Regions from separate parts of the Mus musculus genome. Here region 2 is linked to region 1. The links are chromatin contacts, called in public promoter capture Hi-C maps. All regions are on one chromosome and are shown on one strand. Each heading gives the region's core, a stretch centred on a gene start, on an enhancer-like site or on the middle of the called end of the contact. The rest is flanking DNA. Distances are from core to core; before and after follow the strand shown. Region 1 holds the start of Actr5 (ARP5 actin-related protein 5). Region 2 has its middle 11 kb from the start of Gm826.

The links. Promoter capture Hi-C pulls out the DNA fragments that hold promoters and counts their contacts.
Region 2: a contact with region 1 is called in a promoter capture Hi-C map of liver, with 2.7 times the contacts expected there. The contact joins the enhancer-like site here to the promoter of Actr5 in region 1. A contact is called at or near these places in 6 of 39 promoter capture datasets (the 3T3-L1 cell line, hippocampal neurons, liver and 1 more) and 1 of 115 datasets of contacts at active chromatin or transcription factors (embryonic stem cells).

The regions. Positions count from the first base shown.
Region 1 is chr2:158,621,264-158,627,481 of GRCm38.p6, reverse strand. It overlaps Actr5 (ARP5 actin-related protein 5), which reads right to left and starts at 2,569. Exons shown (of 9, transcript NM_175419.4): 1 at 1,966-2,569; 2 at 926-1,155. The coding sequence starts at 2,340.
Region 2 is chr2:160,335,784-160,342,001 of GRCm38.p6, reverse strand. It overlaps Gm46773 and a transcript of Gm826 not described here. Among named protein-coding and RNA genes, the nearest start is that of Gm826, 11 kb to the right of the region's middle. Within about 2 kb of position 2,306, at least 5 of the 459 cell types and tissues checked have an H3K27ac peak or open chromatin away from gene starts, as enhancers often do. A contact at or near this core is called in liver, where this site is marked.

The DNA of each region.
Region 1 (6,218 bases), core at 1,320-3,819:
GGCTGGTAAAGGGACCAGAGCCTCATCTTAGCAGGGCTGCAAAGCTAAGCGTCCACGCTAGAGCCAGGGCTCGCTGCCTGCGGCACACAGCCCTTCTGGCAATGTGGGAACTTTTAAGGGCACAATGCTAGCTTCATCACACAAGAAAATAAAACAAAACTAAACTCAGACATGAACAGACTAAAACCATCTCTGTCTTTTATTCTACTAAACAGTTCTAGAATTGCCTAGTATGTATTAGGCAATGTAACCAAAAATAAAAGGTATGGACAATATGAATTAAAGAGTTGGCAGTGCAAGTTTTTTTTTTGGGGGGGGCAAAAAAATCTTAATTAAAAATTAACTCCAGAATACCAAGATGGTCTAAATTAAATGATTCAACTAAGAGAAAGGGAGATGGCCCAGCAGTAAAGGCACTTGCTGTCAAGGCTGAGGACCTCTGAGTTCAATTCCTAAGACCCACATGGTGGAAACAGAGAACCAATGCCCTTATACAGTTCTCTGCTTCCAGCTTCCTGTCAAGCACTGTCAAATCCAGACAGACAGACACAGGTGTGCTCCTGCATGCATAAGCACACACACAAATTTTAAGAAGAAAGAAAGAAATATAATGGAATAACTTACTCAAACCATGCTTACTGAATGCCTCCTATGGGCAGGTATCATGTTAACTGTTCCCCCATAAATCAGAATTGTAACACTGTATAACTGTCAATCAGACATAAGACCAACTTGAAGTCCCTCCAGGAGGTCCCAAAGGGCAGGTAGAGTAACTTCTGAAGGCACTCACTGATGTAGGTCTGAGCCCAGCTCAGTTAAACCACCTAGCACTTCCCAGACTTTCCAACAGGCACCTTTTACGTCCCATGATTCCAGGCAGCCCTAAAACGATGCTTCTCCCACACAATGCCACGGCACAGCTCACCTCCCTTCCAAGACCGGTAAGATGTGTGTGCACTGGTAGCCGGATGAAATGATGAGGCCGCTGGAAAGGGCATTCTTGGGCACGTTGTGGTAGAAGCTGAAGAGGCTGTCTATCCCATAGGCAACCTTCGGGATCCTGTAGCATTCGAAAAGGAGCTCCGACATCATTTGACGGGAGTAGAGGGGGTTACACACAGCCTCTGTCAGAACTATGGGATGATCAACGCAGCCCTACTTTGAAAGACAAGCACAAAGAGACAAACGGAAGCATGCATGAAATGCAAAAATAACCCCAAATCCTTACGCAGGACAGAATTTACTTTTGAACTCTAATTTAAAACACGAGGTCGTGGAGGGAGACACTCAAGGCCAGACACGAGGACTAGAGAGAACACATTAGAACCCAACTCTGTTTCCCAGCACCTAATCTCTGACTCCAGTCACAGAAGATCACCTGCCTAAGGCACCTACACTCTTGTACACATTCTCACACATATAACTTTGAAATAATACATCTTTTAAAAGGTGCTCACGGGCCATTTTAAAGAATACATTTCATCTCTATTGGAGATTATTTTGGGAAGCCAAAATAACATGATCAATTTAAGCTTTTCGTAGGTCTGTCTGTCTGTTGGTTTTTTGTTTTTTTAAGATAAGGTTTCTCTGTGTAGCCCTGGCTGGCCTTGAACTCACAAACATCTGCCTGCTTCTGCCTACCGAGTGCCCGGATTAAAGGGCCGTGAACCCATGCCCGGTTCATTTTAAGTTTATTAAGTCAAGCTTTGGCTAAACTGTTAACTGATAAACCCCGTTGGTTTTATCTTCAAAATACTTCCAGGATCGGACTGGTGCTGGTAAAACTCATCTCACTTGGACTATTGCAAACTGGACCCTTGTGCCTGAGACAGCCCATCCTCTGGAAGATAAAGACTTCGTGGTGTACCCTTAGCTCCTAGCACAAGGCTGACGAACTTGTGTTCAATACCCTACTGCCTGGCATGACGGCTGAAGCCGAGCGCGCCCTGCCCGGCAGGCCCTCACCTGCGAGGAGACGCCGAGGTGCTGGAAGCTGTAGTCCAGCAGCAGTTCCTGCAGTTCCAGGTTGACCGGGACGTTGCGATCGAAGGGCGAGCGCAGCATCCAGCGCAGAGGCTCCAGGCTTCCCAGCGCGTTGCCCACCTGCGGCCCCGGCCCGCCGCGCGCCCCGCCGCGGCCGCGCGCACACACGGCGCGGAACTGCAGGCGAGGCTCGGGACCGGGGTCCGGCCCGGGGCACGCCCACCCGGCCCGAGCCTGGAACGACCCGTTGTCCAGCACCAGAGGCACCGGCTGCGACCCGAAGGCCACCGGCCCGGCTTCGAGCACGGGATCCGGAGCAGAGCGGGCATCTCGGAAGCGGAACACGTTGGCCTCCATCTTGGCCAGCGCCGGTCCCGCCCCGAAGCCGAGTGCGTCACGAAACCCCGGGCCGCGTCTGAGTCTCTGGGCCCCGAAGCGTCCGGAAGCCTCCTCCTTACGGGAGGACTCGCTGGTTTCAGCACCTGATTCCCGCCTGGCGCTCCAGAACTTTCTGTGGGTTTCTATTCCCCGCTGATCCAGGCCTCAAGTCCAACCGTAGCTCCAGCTTGTCCGCAACAGCCTCCTTGTGGCCACGCCTCTTCGCGCTAACTGGCTGTCCACGAGCCCCGCCCCCAGCTCCGAACATGGAGGCGTAGCCACGCCCCTTGCTCTAACTAAGGGACCAAAGGCTCCACCCACACTGGGCTGGACTCCGCCCCTCCCTGTCCCCTTACTCTCCCTTGGTCTCTGTCTGCATAGCCTTGCAGATCTAGCCCTTAGTTTTGTGACCGTGTTAAGCTAATCTCCTTCCCCTTTGACTTCTTTTTCTGTTCATTTGTTTATTTATTGCGTGATGGGTGTGGGAGCGTGCCAAGATGCCTGTTCTCTTCACCCAATAGGTTCCAGGGATGGAACTCAGGGCCCTCAAGGGCCCAGTCAAACTCCAAACTCTGAGGTACTACTAACTTCAGTTTCTGGGAGTGGCAGCTAAAATGAATATTTAGTGAGTTTGTAAAAATTCATCAAGCTGTCTACTTAAGATTGAATATTTCACTTTTTGTTTTGTTTTGTTTGGTTTGCTTTTTTGAGACAGGGTTTCTCTGTGTAGTTCTGGTTATCTTGAACTTACTCTGTAGACCAGGCTGGCCTCGAACTCAGAAATCCGCCTGCCTCTGCCTCCCAAGTGCTGGGATTAAAGGCGTGTGCCACCACTGCCCTGCTTTGTTTTTGGTTTTGTCTTTGTTTTTGTTTTTAATCATGTCGTTGTATCTCATGCTGGCCTTCAACTCTCAGCCATCCTCCTGTTCCAGCCTTTTATGTATTAGGGTTATTGACATCTCACACACACACACACACACACACACACACACACACACACAGATACACACACAGACACACCAGTTTACCCCTTGTTTTGGAGTGCATTCTATAAAAGCTTCTGGAATACAGAAGAGGATATGGGAGATAATTTTTTTGAGACTGGATCAAGTGGGAGATAATTTTTTTGAGACTGGATTAAGTGTCTTCATTTTATCCATTGCCTGATTGAACATTTGACTGAATTCCTACCAGGACGGCTCCACCCGATAAGATTGCCCTGAAAGCCTGCTGACCATCCTCCCCTCTCCCACCCACCACCCAGCTTGCAGCTGTTGTTTGGGGCTTAGACACCCTGATCACCACTCCAGCATTGTTTTTTTTTTCTCTTTCCTCTTTCCCCAAGCACGCCACGACAACTCAAGTTTTCTGTTTTCTTGATTGCTGTATTTTCTTTCTTCTTTTAAGCTTTAGCCCTGCACTTTGAAGGCTGGTTTATTTACATGACGTTTTAAGAAAAGTGGCAAAAAAAAAAAAAAAAAAGCCGGCCTTGGTGGCGCACGCCTTTAATCCCAGCCCTCAGGAGGCAGAGGCAGGCAGATTTCTGAGTTCGAGGCCAGCCTGGTCTACAAAGTGAGTTCAGGACAGCCAGGGTTATACAGAGAAACCCTGTCTCGAAAAACAAAAAAACAAAGAAAGAAAGAAAGAAGGAAGGAAGGAAGGAAGGAAGGAAGGAAGGAAGGAAGGAAGGAAGGAAGGAAGGAAGGAAGGAAAGAAAGGAAGAAAGGAAGAAAGAAAGGAAGGAAGGAAGAAAAAAAAGTGGCAGCCCACTACGGTGGCACGGGCCTGCCATCCCAGCACCTGGAATGCGGGAACAAAAAGATCTAGACTCTAGATCTTACAGTTCATGGCCAGCCTGGGCTACACAGTGAGATGGAGGCCAGCCAGGGGATCTGAGATCCTGTCCTTGCCATTTTATTTTTTTGCATTTTTTAAAAAGAAAAAACGTAAATAAACAGAGGACCATCAAGATGGTGAGCAGTTAAAGACACTGATGCCCTCACAACCCAAATTTGATCACAGGTCCCACAGGGTGGAGGAAAGGAACTGACTCCTGCAAGTTGTCATCTGACCTCCACATGCATGCATGGTATATGTACACACACACACACACACACACACACACACACACACACGAAAGAAATTTGAAGTCACATTACCCTGCTGAAACCCAGGTTTTAGTTTGCTCCATCCTCGGGCCATAGTTCATGCTCCCCACTTTCCAGGAAGAGCACCCATTGCTTTTACACCAAGAGGTGCCTGCAGGTTGTACTGTTATCAGTTCAAATTCCCCTGGGCCTTACCTACTTCTGCTTCCTTCCTGGGAACCTCCCATGGTCATTCTCATTCCTGCCCAAAGTCTCCCAGTTGTCCTGAAACTGCCCAGGTAACAGTCCAGATGTGCCTACTACTACATCTCTTCTCCCAGAATCCTTCAGGCCCTTTTTGCCATCAGTGGATCTTAACTTTCCTAATGCTGCAACCCTTTAATACAAATCCTTACATTGTAGTGACCCCCAATCATAAAATTATTACTGTTGCTTTGCAATTTTGCTAGTGCTATGACTTGAAATATAAATAGCTGATATTCAAACCCTGTGAAAGGGACGTTCAACTCCCCCTATGGGGTCATGACCCACAGGCTGAGAACCACTGCCTTACTGAGTTCTTCCACAAAGGCAGAACTTCGAGATTCTGTGCCAACACTGTTTGTGATGGTTTGTATAGGGAGTGGCAGGATTAGAGTATGTGGCTCTGTTGGAGTAGGTGTATCACTGTCGTGTGGGTTATAAGACTCATTCTAGCTGCCTGGAAGTCAGTATTCTGCTAGAAGCCTTCAGATGCAGCTCCTCCTGCACCATGCCTGCTTGGATGCTGCCATGTTCCTACCTTGATGATAATGGAGTGAATCTCTGAACCTGTAAGCCAGCCCCAATTAAATGTTGTCCATATGAGTTGCCTTGATCATGGTGTCTGTTGACAGCAGTAAAACCCTAAGATACCACTGTCCTGGCAGACAGATGTTTTCCTCATTTATATTCATTGTTTGGAGCCACAAGCCAACATGATTTGGTATTTATTGTATGGCAGAGACTTAAGTTTAACAGCTTTTGTGTTTTTCTAAATAGCCCTTCTTCCTAGGGCCAGCCACAGCTCTCTTTTCTAGAGCACATATGCCATCAGGTGCCGTGCTGGCTTTCGAATGTCCCCACTCCACACCTTCCTTTCCTGGTTCTTCTCTGAGAACGGTTTCTCTGCCAGGAGGCTCCCCGCTACCTCACACACATCGACTACATGGTCACACTGGCAGAATTCCTAGTCAGAAGCCGGTACAGGGTATGCACTCCAACTGTGGGAGATGCAGTCAGCCATCTGGGTTGAGAGATGAGCAGTACACTCAAAGGTGACAGACACAGTGTGACATTAGAAGGTGGGTGCCACACCTTATAACCTATCATTCTAAAACCTCCCCTAAAGCTTCTAAACTTCTAGAACCTACAGTCAGAGAGCCCCTCATCTAAAGTCTCCAGAGTGGGGGATTTCCTTTGCTCTGTGGGCCGCTGTTAGATCTCCTAACCCAGCTTCTCCCATGGTGAGCAGCTACTTCTGATAGAAGCTACTTAATGCTGGGGGTTCTCTTAAACCCTCACTTATCACTTGGCCTCGTGAACTTGAGGCCAAACGATCTGGTTCTCATTTTCATCTCTGGGGCCTGTGCCAAGGCCTCTGTAACAAATGACACTGGAGCCTGGGGACATTGTGCTAGGCACGGCTACCAAGCACACTTTGGCTCCTTACTGTCCTGTCGGTGCCTGTGCTGTATCTAACAGCTTTCTGGGACCACAGAAACATTTTGA
Region 2 (6,218 bases), core at 1,057-3,556, 1.7 Mb before region 1:
GGGCTTGAGGCTGTTGTAGTCTCTGCTTCCTTGCTGCTGTATGTTCATTTGGTCCACCTTAAAAAATTATTGTGTGCAAGTATGTGTGTGTGTGTGTGTGCACACGCTCGTGTGTGTGTGTGTGTGTGTGTGTGTGTGTGTGTGTGTGTGTGTATGCATGCACGAGTTGTACCTGTGCATACAGGTACCCATGGAGGCCAGAAGAAGATGCTGGATTCCCTGGAACTGGAGTTATAGGCAATTGTGAGCTTTTATGTAGGTGCTTTGAATTGAACGTGGGTCCTCTGGAAGAATAGCCAGTGCTCTTAGCTGTTGGGCCATTTCTCCAGCCCTCTTTGGTCTAGTCCTTACATATCTGCAAAACAAGGGCCTTCTAGACTTTGGAGTCATTAGATCTGGGATACAGTTTTTTTTTTTTTGACTATTCATTCATTCATTCATTCATTCACTTAATCACATATTCAACAGAGTGTTACTGTACATCTGATTCTATGTTCCAATCCCTGGGAATTAAATGGAGAGAAAAGGCAGAGTGGCACCTGCTTCTCACAGATTCCCTGTAGGCATGCCCACTGCCTTCCAGAGCCTTGAATTCCTTTGCTCTGATTTCCTTGGGAGCCGATTAAGTCATGAGGTACTGGGAGGCCCCTGGTGCTTGCTAGGTGCTTGCTAGGTGTTTGCTAGGTGCTTGCTAGACTTTGCCCTGTCCTCAGCTTCTTCTGTGAACTATGATCTTCGTCTGGGGCCTTGGGAGGTTTCTGGTCTCTTCCCTTAGACACAGGGGAGATGGAAGTCACTGTCAGCTGCTACTGAGGCTGGTAGAGGGGGTCTTTGTGTCTGTTTTCTTTTGCACAGGTGCACACACACACAGCACGTACATCAATATGGTGTGGTCAGATGTGGCCTGGCTTGACTGCACAGGCTGTTCTATTACCCATGGTCAGCCTTCCCTTCTGTGTGGGCCAGCTATAGCATAGTGAGGAGTTCCAGAATCCCCCAAACACAGCATAGCCTTAGGGTAGAGTGCTCAGTATCTAACCCAAGGTGGCTGAGGCCCAGACATGACATACTTTACCCAGTTTCATGTGGAGCTTTGAAGCGATGAGATGGGGGGGCTCAGAACTCTAGGACAAAAATGACCTAGTACGGCCCAGGTCTTAAACTCAATAAGAGAAAGAGTGAGGAGGTCTCTGAAGGGCAGGTGGAAGGCTATGTTAGAATTCAAATAGCCTGTTTGAAATTATTAATAATTTCATAAAACTTTGGAGTGCCAAGCCTCAGAAAACAGTGGGTGTGCTTTATGTTAAAGCTTGAGACTTCCCAAAAGGACATGGCTTAAAATTAAGTAGGACAATTGCAATTCGGTTTTTTTTTTTTTAAAAGATCAAACACAAACATATTATAACCTTGGGTTTTCACTTAATATCCTGGGGCCATCCAAGTAGTGTATAGGCATCTGGGAAGTGTTACTGTCTTGTGAGAAGGGAAAGTCCTGTTATAGTAATGACTGGGCAAGGGGTGGTGGCCCAGAAACAGAGAAGGGAGCATCAGAGTGGGGAAGCCACCAAGAGCTCCAGGAACGAGAGGGGACCCACAGGTCACAGCTCTCGGGAAGGAGGGAAGAAAAGTCCACAGGTCACAGATTGGGACTTTGTGCTGGAGGAAGTCACATGGTGGGACATGCTCGGCTCCTTCCCAGGGTCCTCCAGCCCCACCCCTGCCCTGGGGCTTTTCTCTAGTCACACTGTCCACCTGATACGCCCTAGAAAACCTCTCAGGTCTCTTGACTGAACCTCTCCCAGGCTATTCTCTTTGCTGGCAGTCTTCTGCCTCTGCTATCATCCATGTCAGATGCACACAGACTCAGAGCATCTTAGGTCTACCCTGCTCATGTACTGAGTATAATTTGCTGCTCCTTAGGTGTGGGTTTCCATTTTTCACTTAAAATGTTTGGTCTGATGTCCATCTGTTCTGCAGGACCAAATGCTAAGGGCAAAGCCTGCCTGTCACCCTGTCCCTAGCACTAGGACAGGCACAGACAGATATAGCAGCAATACAATAACTCCTGAGGAAGGACGAATGGCTGCCAATGGTTCATGCCTTCACCAACTCTGCAGCCAATGACCTGGGCCAAATGAGAACTTTCCAATGGTCCATGAGAGCTTTGACTTTGGACTCCATGTGCATTTCCACGGTCAAGTCCAAAGCATTGGGAAATAAGAGCCTGTGTCGTAAGAAGGTGTCCTGGTGACGTGGGTGCCGCTGCCCAACACACCTCCCACAGCTTGCTGTTGTCAGACAGCATCCCTTACACTTTGCTCACAGACTCTGAGGGCAGGGACAAGTGAAGGACACCAGGGGACAGCTCCTTTCTGCTTTGTAATATTTGAGCAGCTCAGCTGGGATGACTACAGTTCTGGGAATGGGGATCCTCTTCAAGACGCTTCTTTGCTCCCGTGTCTGGGATCCAGGCTGTTGTGGCTCAAGGCTGAGGTTGCAGGATTATCATCTGAAGCAGCACACATGGCCTCAAGTGGTTTCAGGGTAGTGGGGGGTTAGGGTTTCTGAGTGGCAGCTTATGCTTCCAAGTGCTCTATGCTGTAACGTGGAGGTCGGTCGTATGGCAATGGAGCCTCACTTCTGTATTCTGGTGATCTGAGGTTTCCAGCTTAAGGAGAAGGACCACAGACCCCAAATCTCAAGGAAACTCTTGTCAAACTGCTATGGATAATTTATGCATGGTAGATCTCTGGCATCAGGTTGGCATACGATCATTCAAAAAAAAAAAAAACCGGATGAACAAACCTATTTCCCATTCAGTTTTTCACCTCTGTTACGAACATTCCAATTAGCTTTGCAAAAAGGGAAGAGGTTTGGTGTTTCACAGTCCAGGGTTCAAATCCTAATTTTATGACTGTATCCATGGGCTCTTGGGCAAGTCACTTGGACCGACCCACTTGAAACTCACCCATTGATGGCCTGATACTGTAGTGAGTTAGTGAGCTACTGGAGAAGCTTGCAGCCTGGTGAGAGCCCAGTGATGGCTTCCTATTGTGCTCATCTAGGCTCCTCCATGTAGGGAGAGTCGGAATAAATGGCTCTCAAACGGTCTTCCTGGATTTAGGCCAGCCACGACCAAAAGGGATCCAGTTTATGTCCTTGCGTTAGTTGCTAAGTTAAGGACCCGGAGACACAGAGAGAACCCTATTATCAGTCCTGGGGGCATATGTGTCCAGGGGGCAAGGGAGGTGGAGGGAGGCAGCTGGGTGACGAATATGCTTCTGGAGCAGTGTGTGGTGGGCCACAGATCTCCTGATCTGTTCTTAGTTATTTATACAGATTCAGTTAAAATCTGACAGCTTTCTGACTTGAGAAGATCGCAGGAAGAATCAGCACACGAATAAGGCAGAAGCAAGCTCTTAGCTGCCTCCTAATGTGACCTAATGCTTAAGAACTGTACCATTTTCATGTATAATCTCATTTGATCACACCAGTATCTTTTTGAGGTAGGTCCTTGCATTGATTCCACTTTACAGACAGACACAGAACCTCAGATAAACAGAGTGAGTTGACCAGCCCCTCCTGGTGTGATCACCTCAAGAATACTGATGCGGCCCCCAACTGTTTGCACTGAAGCAAAGGGTCCCAAGGGGTTAGTGAGGCACATCCTGTTCCGTGTGGCTCAAATGTCTTGGTGTTGAGTTCTCATTCAGTTCGGACATTAGACTCCCTCCAGGAGAGGGAAGGAAAAAGACTTTGAAGATCCTGTGTAGGGTCTCAAAACCAGATCCTATGGGAGGGCATTGCCTGACATCATAGAGGGAAAGCTGATTATGGGGTCAAGAGCATCTATGCTTGCTGAGCGGCACTGGGAAATGGATCAATGGCTTCCAATGACCTGCAGAGTGATATTAGCCAGTTAGAGCTGTCTGCGACCCATCAGGTCCCTTTAACTCCTTCCACTAGTGGAGCTATTGTACTGATCATGCTTCTTTTAATCATGTTTTCATCTGAAATTTGAAGTTGTGCCACTGGCCCAAGGCCATACTGTAGTGGATGGAGCTGAGATTTGAATCCAGACCTCTGACACTGATTCAGCTCTCATTATCTATGTATGGCGCTTCCAGGGAAAGATGGCCCCTGGAATGTCTGGCTAACGCTGGTGAGAGCAAAGGTGTCCCTACTCTCTGCCTCTTCCATCTTTTCCCAGCTGGAAGTAAAAGAGTAGAGTTCCCAGACTACTGATGGGCTGGGGGAACTGCCCCAAGTGGGATATCAATTTGGTTAGCCACATGTTCCTCTGTGGCAAGAATGAGGGGAGGCCCTGGGAAGATAGCTATAAACAAGGCAGGACAGATGCAGGTAGAGTCCATGGTAGTGCCGTGTTCTGGGCTCTGATAGACGTAGGCAATGTGGACGACCTCTTTGTCTTCCCTGGACCTCATATATTCTCCCACTTCCAACTGCCTAAGTCTACACTGTCAGTGTTGATGACAGGCTAAGGATTGATAGTCACCAGGAATGGCCCCCAGCTAGTGAGTGACAGCCTAGTGGATTTATACCCAGGGGACTCAGATGCATGCTCTGCCTCAAATCACAGCAAAGCAGACTTCTGGCTGCCCATAGTGGGAAATTTGCTGGTACACTGAACTTGGCCCTTCTCTGTACAGTCTGCCAGGGGGACTGGGGAGGGACTCAGAGATGGACGGCAAACTGCTCTGTGTGTGTGTGTGTGTGTGTGTGTGTGTGTGTGTGTGTGTGTGTGTCTGTCTGTCTGTCTGTCTGTCTGTCTGTCTGTCTGTCTTAAGGCTTCTATTACTGTGATAAAACACCATGATCAAAAGCAACTTGGGGAGGAAGGGGCTTATTTTAGCTTATGGTTCGGCATCACAGTCCATCACTGAAGGAGTCAGGGCAGGATCTCAAACAGAGCAGGGACCTAAAGCTGATGCAGAGGCTATGGGGGGAGTGCTGCCTACTGGCTTGTTCCTCCTGGTGCATTCAGTTTGTTTTCTTATATATCCCAGGACCACCTGCCCAGGGGTAGCACTGCCCAAAATGGGCTGGTCCTCCCACATCAAAGTTCAATCAAGAAAATGCTCTACGACTCACTGTTAATCCTATAGAGGCAGAGTTTCTTAATTCAGATTTCTTCTTCCCAAATGACCCTACCTTGTGTCAAGTCAAAAGTGAAACTAACCATACAAGGTCTGTGAGTCAGAGATGGGGGCAAAATCGACCCTCAAAAGAATCTAAAGTAAGTCCTCAGAGTGCGTGGGAGTCAGCCGGTGGAAGGGGAGACAGGGATGGAGAGCAGAGAGACAGATGCTCAGGGGAAGTTAGTCCGGAGGAACGTGAAGACTCAGTGCATCCAAGTGTGGTGGAGTGGGGTGAAATTGTGAAGCTGAGGCTGACCATAGGAGCTACAGAGGACAATCTGTGCTTCACCTTAGCACCTTGGGCAGACACGGAAGACTCGAGGCTAGGGAAGTTTGTGAAAGATTTAGAAGCCAAGACGGCGTTTGCTGGGTTCAGCTGAGCATGCTCTAGAAGCTCCTTCTGGGCAGGAAGGAAGAGAGTGTGTTGGGCCAGTTCTCCTTCAAGGAACTTCTTCTTGCTACTGGTCTTCCCTCTTAGGAACCCATAAAGTCGGGCACTGTGGGTAATTATAGGCTTAAAGAGGCCCAGGGCTGGGAGTCTGAAGATATGTGGGGAGTGTGCTGTGGACAGGAGCCAGAGTGCTGGCCTAGCTGCAAGTGAGGGAATGGGACACCCAGACACCCAAGGTCCCCATAACGTGTCCCAGAGCAGGTCCATTTACAGGCATCTAAGGATGGAGCTCAATGTTGCCACAAGCCAGTCACCAATACTCTGGTCCTAGTTTTTTTTTCTCAGGGTTTGTTTCTGTGGTTGCTGAGGTAGGTTCTTGGTACAGTGGATGCTTTCTTTTGGAGTTCTTGGTCTCAGTGGGTTCTGCATGGTGAAGAAAGCTATGTTCTTCCAAGGCAGAAGTGCTTCCCAGGCATTTTGAATAGGCTGCCTGGGGTTTCCTTCTTGTCATGTCCTCTACCTTCTTCACTTAAACCCATTTGAGAAAGACAATCCATGTGGCTTGAAAACTTCATGAACAACGGAGACTAGAGCTGGAAAGATTTGTATTTGAATTCTCCTCTTCCCACCCTCTGTATCTCTCCTGGAAAAAGTTCCTTTTGCTCAGG